2 separate regions of the Sus scrofa genome follow, and region 1 is linked to region 2. Evidence: chromatin contacts called from public HiChIP or PLAC-seq data. All regions are on one chromosome and are shown on one strand. Each heading gives the region's core, a stretch centred on a gene start, on an enhancer-like site or on the middle of the called end of the contact. The rest is flanking DNA. Distances are from core to core; before and after follow the strand shown.

The links. HiChIP or PLAC-seq counts read pairs in DNA pulled down with a chosen protein or histone mark.
Region 1: a contact with region 2 is called in an H3K27ac HiChIP or PLAC-seq map of alveolar macrophages. The contact joins the promoter of MRPS7 here to the promoter of TMEM94 in region 2. A contact is called at or near these places in 1 of 5 promoter capture datasets (fetal liver) and 2 of 2 datasets of contacts at active chromatin or transcription factors (alveolar macrophages and skeletal muscle).

Annotation. Positions count from the first base shown.
Region 1 is chr12:6,053,452-6,057,276 of Sscrofa11.1, forward strand. It overlaps MRPS7 (28S ribosomal protein S7, mitochondrial), which reads right to left and starts at 2,218. Exons shown (of 5, transcript XM_003131206.5): 1 at 1,882-2,218; 2 at 1,175-1,366; 3 at 996-1,059; 4 at 454-621. The coding sequence starts at 1,964. It overlaps GGA3 (ADP-ribosylation factor-binding protein GGA3), which reads left to right. Exons shown (of 18, transcript XM_021066652.1): 2 at 612-2,316. The coding sequence starts at 2,277.
Region 2 is chr12:5,904,412-5,907,978 of Sscrofa11.1, forward strand. TMEM94 (transmembrane protein 94) reads right to left here and starts at 1,378. Exons shown (of 32, transcript XM_021066635.1): 1 at 837-1,378.

The DNA of each region.
Region 1 (3,825 bases), core at 968-3,467, 150 kb after region 2:
GGACGCAGATATCAAGGAGAAAGTCTACCCCCATGAAGTTTATATTGAAAAAGGAAAGACTAGAACATCTACCTATGACAATGACGATGAAATACAATTAAGTGCTACAGTGGGAGCACCTGGTTCAGTTCAACAAATGGTGATGAAACATCAGTCAAGTGCTATTCTAGACACTGGTGTATAAAGATGAGGTCTAAATACAGTCCCTCACCACGGGAAGCTTAAAGTTTAGAACACAGAATACTGGACAGAAAGGGGGGTGGGAGGTCATTTGGATACATTTTTTGCCCTCTTCCATCTTCTGTCTGTAATCTTTACAGTATGGGACCCAGATGAGCAGATGCTGACACTTCCTGGTCCCTAGAAAGCTATCAATCTTGGCCCTACCCCAGGCCCTCCCACCCCCACCTCGTTTCACAGGAGCAGCCCTGCCTTCCCGCCCTGACCACTCACCTGGTAGAAATGGCCACCCTTGAGGATGGGTACCAGCCCGATCACAGGCTCACAGTTTTTCAGGGCCTGGTGGAAGATGGTATAAGGGTTGCGTTCGATGGTTGCTTGTTCCTCAGCAGAGGCAGCGTGGTACTTGGCAAACTGCTTTCTCTTCACAGCTTCCAGTGTCTGCAATGAGAGACGACGGAAGAGGCTGCCCCGGGCTCCCTAAAGGGTCTTCCCAGCTGAGCTAGGATCTTGCCCTTTACTCCCGTCACACTGTTGTTCTCTAACTGTGCAGCTCCTCCCTCCGCACTGCTGAAACCAGGATCTTCAGTGTCTCCCTCTTCCCTGGACCAGGAAAGAAAGAGTGGGCTAAGATTTGGGATATGGGGATGAGGAATGGTAGCTGTTGACTCCTGCAGGACTTCATTAAAGCCCCACTCCCACACATGCATACAGGGAAGTTAATTTCAACGACAGCTACAGAATCCGTTTTTTTTTCATGCTAAAACGAAAGAGCCAAGTACAAAGCTACGGGGAAAAGCAGAGGGACTGTTTACCTGTGTCATGAGGGATCTGGCCAGTACTTTGTTTCCTCCTTTCATCATCATGTTGGTGAATTTACTTCAAGGAGAAAAGCAACATGTTTAGCCTCTCAAGGCCGTGTCAGGGAATCCTTACTATAGACCCTCCCTGGTAAAGTCCCGGTCCTTGGAAAAAAACTTTGTTTCCTTCTAACCTGATCACCGGGTCTTCAAACACAGAACTTGTTTTGGTCGCGGGGGCGGCTTTGATAAGTTGCGTCTTCTTGAAATCCCGCTCATACTTCTCCTCCTCCGTCTGCTCCGCCAACGGCTTGCGGTAATATTCCTTGTCAATCTGGGGATCCTTGTATTCAGGACCATAGCGGCTCCACCTCACCTGGGTTAGCCTGGAGGCGGGGAAGAGGAAGAGGAGGGCAAAAGCTGACTCCACAAGTGAAATAGCTTGACTTAACAATAGGCAAGGGTGCCAATCCGCCGACGAGTGAGAGCGGCGCGGAGACCGCTAGCCAAAGGTGAACCCCGATAATTCTGGTTCCCGTCCCAAGCAGGAGGAGAACTTTCCCCCAAACAGGCCAGGAAGTGCCAACGGTAAGGACGGGCCTGAAACTCGGGATAGGCGCCCCGCCTATGCATCTCTCCCCCTCCCTTCCAACAAAGAAAATCCCAGCTCTGCGTTCTTTAACAGGATCGCACTTTCGGCGCTAAGTTAGAACCCCTCGAGCGGGCGGGAAGTCACTATGTCTTCAGACTGACCCAAAATCACCCTGCTGGTTAAAGAGCCATGGAGCCGGACATCCCAGCCCCCTGGTTCCCGCGCGGCCTGTCTACGGCCCCTCTTCCTTTCCAGCAGGTCTCTCCGTGAAGACCCAAACGGCCTCCCAGCTACAGGCTGCCCTCTCACCCTGGAAACCGGAGGACGGCAATCCGCACGCCCAAGGCCGAGCACGACCACCCTCGCGCAGCCTTCACCGCGGGGGCAGCCATCTTGGCTGGCCACGAGGACCCCACAGAGACTGCCCTCGGTGCGCCTGAGCTGGTGACAGAAGTCCGGGAAAGGCTGCACAGGCTCCTAAACCTGGGCTTCACCCTATGGGGGCCTTAAGAGTCTCTCACACCGGGGTCTAAGGTGAAGAGTCAAAAGGAAACATTCGCGCTCCCATTATTCGCCGCAGCCTGGCGCAACCCTCGGTGGCGGCGCTCTCTCTTCTCAGGGCCCTATGCAGGCCCCGCCCCAGCTCAGCTCTTGCAGGTTCTCGCGAGGTTTGAGGCCGCGGGGCCGGCCCGGGCGGCTGCAATATGGCGGAGGCGGAAGGGGAGAGCCTGGAGTCCTGGCTGAGTGAGTAGCCCCGGTCGCTTGTGCCTGCCCTCAAGCCGCCGAGCCGCCCCTCTCCACACCCTTCTGCCCCTTCCCCGGGCCCCGCGGTGGCGCTGCATGGCAGCTGCGGCAGGCATCGCCTGCTCTGGGAGCGTCTCGCGATCACGCCCCTTCCCCGTCAGGACGCCCGGGCTCCTGCACCCTGTGCTGCGGCGCCTGCTCCCGCTTCCGCGCGCCGCGGCGTGAGCTCGGGTCCGGTCCGGGCCTCCTGGGCTTCGAGAAAGCTACAGCCAAGTGCTTCGGGCTGACAGGCATCCGGCGCTTTGGGGCAGCTGTGGTGGGGACGCGCGCGGCTTTTGACTCTGGGAACCCCTGCGCCTTCCTGACCAAGGGAAAAGCTCCGGATTTGGGCTGAAGCTTCGGAAGCGGCGGTGCCGATGAGCAAGCATAGCTTCAGAATTGTGAACCTGTATTCGAGGAGAAGTGACCTCCTCGCGCAGGCTGAATGTTTGAAGTGAGAATCTAAAGTGAGAGAGAAAACAGGGCTTTACCTTTTTCCTGCAGTGACCAAAATATGGTGAAAGCTGTGTTCCCCACCCCCGCCCTGCATATCTTAAGGAGTCCTTCGTTGATAACCTATACTGAGCAAACCTGAGAGGCGCTGCCTGATGCTGTAATTATAGCGGCCTATTGCTATGATTGCTAATGCATATTGCTGTTAAAGAAATAACGGTTTAACTCTAGCAGGTAGTATTTGGCTCAAGGGTTAATATTATTTTATCTGTGGGTTAGAGGAGGCACCTGGAGGTCTCTTTCAGTGAAGACAAATTGAACAGGGTGATAAGGCAGCAGGCTAGATGCTTAGACAGTGCCTTGTGCGGAGATCTGTTATTTACTAGAGCCTCCAGGCTCTTGGAGGTGATGGCTCTTTCCTCCAATTGCCTGACTTTTCTTTTTTTCTTTTTGGCCGACCCGCGGCACATGGGGATCCCAGGCCAGGGATCAGATACGAGCCACAGCCAAGAGCCACAGCTGCGGCAACACCGGTTCCTTAACCCACTGTGCTGGGGATCCAACCGGTGTCCCACCGCTCCCAAGACACCACTGATGCCATTGTGCCAGAGCGGGAGCTCCTTGCCTGCCTTTACTTAATAAAACCCTGTTCAGGTGATTGAACTTAGGTTACATGAGCGAAATCTGCAGTTGCAGGGAGGTCACAAAGTCTTCGGTATATATGGAACTGTTCTCCAAGGAGCTAAGAGTGCTCCAAAGACATTCATTTAATTCATTTGTCAAGTATCCTAGCAAGCAGGTACTATCACAGTGTCACAAAAAGAGGACACCCTGACTCTAGTCAATTCACTTGCCCAGAGCCACCCAACCAGATAATAAGCACATTGGAATTGGTTCCATTCACAGATATTAATGAGGACATTGGAGTAATTTAAATGACCTGAGCTGAGTTTCATAGGCTAGGTTTAGAGTTATAGTTGGAAAGAAGAGACATAAATCTGTTTCTGAGGAAGAGTA
Region 2 (3,567 bases), core at 128-2,627:
AAAACAGATTCAAGGCAGAGCTCCCTCTTACTTTTCCCCAAGAGCCACACACGAAAAAGAGGGTGGGATGTAGCAACACGTGACCAAACCCATGCCCGCGCCAAAGCAGCCCGTGGTCACACACCAATGAAAGAGCAGGGTTTCCCTCGCTGCTGGCATTGGCAGGGACTCGTACCACCGCTCGCGAGGGATTCTAAGAACAGGACTTCAGCGGTGAGCAGCAGAGGAACAGAGCACCGCACAGAGATCAGTTTATGGGGTGGCAAACAATATTCCCCTGGTTGCTTCGAATGAGTCTTTAAACATTCTGGAAAGGCGGAAGAGGGCGTAAAAAAAGGCAGGGCACGCTCCAAACTGCTGAAGGTTGAAAAGCCCCTCCGGCTCCATCCACCTGGACACAGGGGACACGATCAGCACAAGGGCCCGGGCGGCAGAGGAGAGCGCGCGCAGGGGGAACAACCGTCGGAACTGGGGCCAGGATGGGGACTCCCGGAGATCTATAAATACACTGGACACCAGCGTCGGAAGCCCTCTGGGCCAGGGCCCAGCCACAGCAATCCTGGGGCAGGGAGTCTTTGTTGGCGGGAGGCTTCGATGTCTGACGCAGGACCCCCAAGGGGCCAAGCCAGGGCCGAGGGTAGGTGTGAGTATCTGGGGAAAGGAAATGGCCAAGAGTTGGAGGCAACGGCCTCCACCTAAGGGATCCCCTGAGGCCATTCCCTGGGTGCAGACCCCAGACTCCCCTCCGCTAAGCCAAGAATCCGGAAGCTGCGGAAGCCAAGCCCCACGCCCCTTTGCTCTCCGTGCTTCAGGGCCACGGGTCTTCACGTACTTACCAGGGCCCGGGGTGTCCTTCTTCGCCTGCGTCCTCTCCCCTCCCTGCCCCCTCCTCACTTCACATCCCCTCCTCCAAGGACTGCAGCCATGCCCGTTACTGGCAACTCCTAGGGGTCGGCTTTCCTTCTCAGACAACAGAGACGCCGGTCGCAAGCTAAAGTCCTGGATCCTGATTGGTCTAAATCAGAGACGGGCGGGGAGTTCTGGCTTCTTATTGGTTAGGAGGAGTGCTCGGCTGTAGCTGCATCCGCCCCTCTGAGAGCCGGGCGGAATTAAGTGCCAAGAGATGCCGGCGTGAGAGCGCGCTGCCACTATCCATCCTTGTGCGTTGCGCTCGGCCGTCTTCTGATCCGGAGATTCTACCAGAGGCGAAGGCGCGACTTTCCTCTCGATTAGTTTTCCCTCGGAGTTATCCTAAAAAGGTCGACTAGACCTCCTGCCCCCCGCCTTTCTTTCTTTTTAAAATAGGCCCTTTGCAGAGCTCCTGTGTCTCCTACTTTTAAGCTCCCTCCTCGTTGCTGGGTACAAATCCTTAGAGACACCTTGCTCAGAGACCTTGGAGGGAGTCCCTCAGGGACGAATACTGCTTCCAAACCAAAGCTGGAGAATCTAAGACAGTACTGCAGTTTTCTCCTCAGCTCGGCCGAACTCCAAAGGGAAAACAAGTTAAAAATTTTTTTCTAGATAATTAGAGAAATCGCCTGAGAGACCTCTCTTGGGAAAACAAAGCAACCCTGTGTCAGTATTTACTTCTGTTTTCCCAGAGATCTAAGTCTGGAGAGTTGGGGTTTTTGTTTTTTGTCTTTTAGTCTGTTTATAAAATTGGAAGAAGGTCATGGCTGGCCCTGGGAAGCAAAAGCCCCTTCCCCCTTTTAGTAATGAGTTTATGTAATTATAATCTCTCTTTCTTCTCAGCTGGACAAGAAGTTGCCATGTCGGGTACCTAATCTTCTGTTTGAACTGTTTACCAGTTGTCTAAGACTGGTAGAATCACGTCACTTTCCTGCATACAGAAATTTGCAGTTTATCTTAGCCAAAAGAAAAATTCACATCGCTCTACCGGAAATGCAAAGTCCCTCATAGGTTGTCCCAGACATGCATTTCTCAGCTTAACTCCCCACAACCCAAACTACAGAGATTTACCATCATTTCGTAAATACCTCTGGGACCCTCCCACCATTGCTCCTTTGCCCAAGAGGCTCCCTGTGCTTTGAAGGCTCTTTCTTACCGATAAAGCCAATGTTCAAATACACGCCCATGCTAAAGGCCTACCTCAAACAAGACCTCCCCTAAAGCCTTCCCTGACTTTGAGTCACTGAAATTCTCCCTACAGCACTGTACTTTTTTGTGTGTCTCCATTGCTGACTTTACAAAGTAAATATGCTTTCCACAGGACTGTTTCTGTAAGCGTTTAAACTCCTAAAGGCAGCGGGCTTATCCTGGCAGACCCCACAGCTCCTTGCTTGGAGCCTGGTACCCCGTAAATGTTTGCTGAACTGAACTAGTCAATTTCCTGTACCTTATGTCTTTTCACATCATCCCAAAAGGTTTATATGACTGCGTTCGGAAGGTTATTATTATTGTTGTTGTTGTCTTTTTAGGGCTGCACTCACGGCATATGGAGGTTCCTAGGCTGTGGGTTGAATCGGAGCAGTAGCTGCTGGCCTGCACCACAACCACAGCAACGCTGGATCCAAGCTGCGTCTGCGACCTGCACCACAGCTCACAGCAATGCCAGATCCTTAACCCACTGAGTAAGGCCAGGGATTGAACCTGTGTCCTCATGGATACTAGTCAGGTTCGTTAACCATTGAGCCACGGTGGGAACGCCTGCATTTGGAAGGTTGGCAGATGTAATGTAATCATCCTGCCCTGCTCCACGTTCTACCCATCTGGTCTCCTCTGGCCATACTTGTTTCTTTTTTTTTTTTTCCCCAGTGGTTCCTGTGGCATATGGAAGTCCCCAGGCCAGGGGTTGAACCCGCACCACAGCAGCAACCCAAGCTGTTGTGGAGATAATGGTAGGTCCTTAACCCACTGCGCCACAAGGAAACTCCCATCCTTGTTTCTTTTTCCTTTTTTTTTTTTTTTTTTTTTTTGGCCACGCCTGTGGCATGGGAAAGGTCCCAGGACAGGCATTGAATCCGCGCCACAGCAACGACCTGAGCCACAGCAATAACACCAGATCCCTAACCCATTGACCCACCAGGGAACTCCTGGCCATACTTGTTTCTCTGTTTCATTGGGTTTTATGAATATTAACCAACAAATTTAAACTAAGTGCCTACCAGTTTCAGGGGTTGTGTCCTTCTCCTACTAACCATCCCCTCTGTCAGTGCCCCCACCCAGCCAAAAGTAAAACTTCGCCTAAGAAGCCCTGGATCCAGAACATACCCATACACCCACTCTAAACTCACCCTGGCTGGACTTTTTGTGGCTCTGAGGTCCCTACGTCTGTGTCTTGTTGGTTGTCTAGCAACCCCAGGCAGCTGCGTAATCCTTCTTCTGGAGCTTTCCCTGTCTCTCTGCCAAAATGACCTTGATGAGAAAACCAGGGCCTTCCAGGGGGGATGTCCCAGCCACTTCATCTATTTCCCTTTCAACATTCCTCCAAGGGAGAGCTACTTCCTTTCCCCATCCGTATGCTCGTCCTTTCCCTGACCCCAGCCTATTTCCTGTCTCTAGGCTCAGCTTATGCTCTTCGCTGTGCCTGAAATGCCCTTTTGCTTT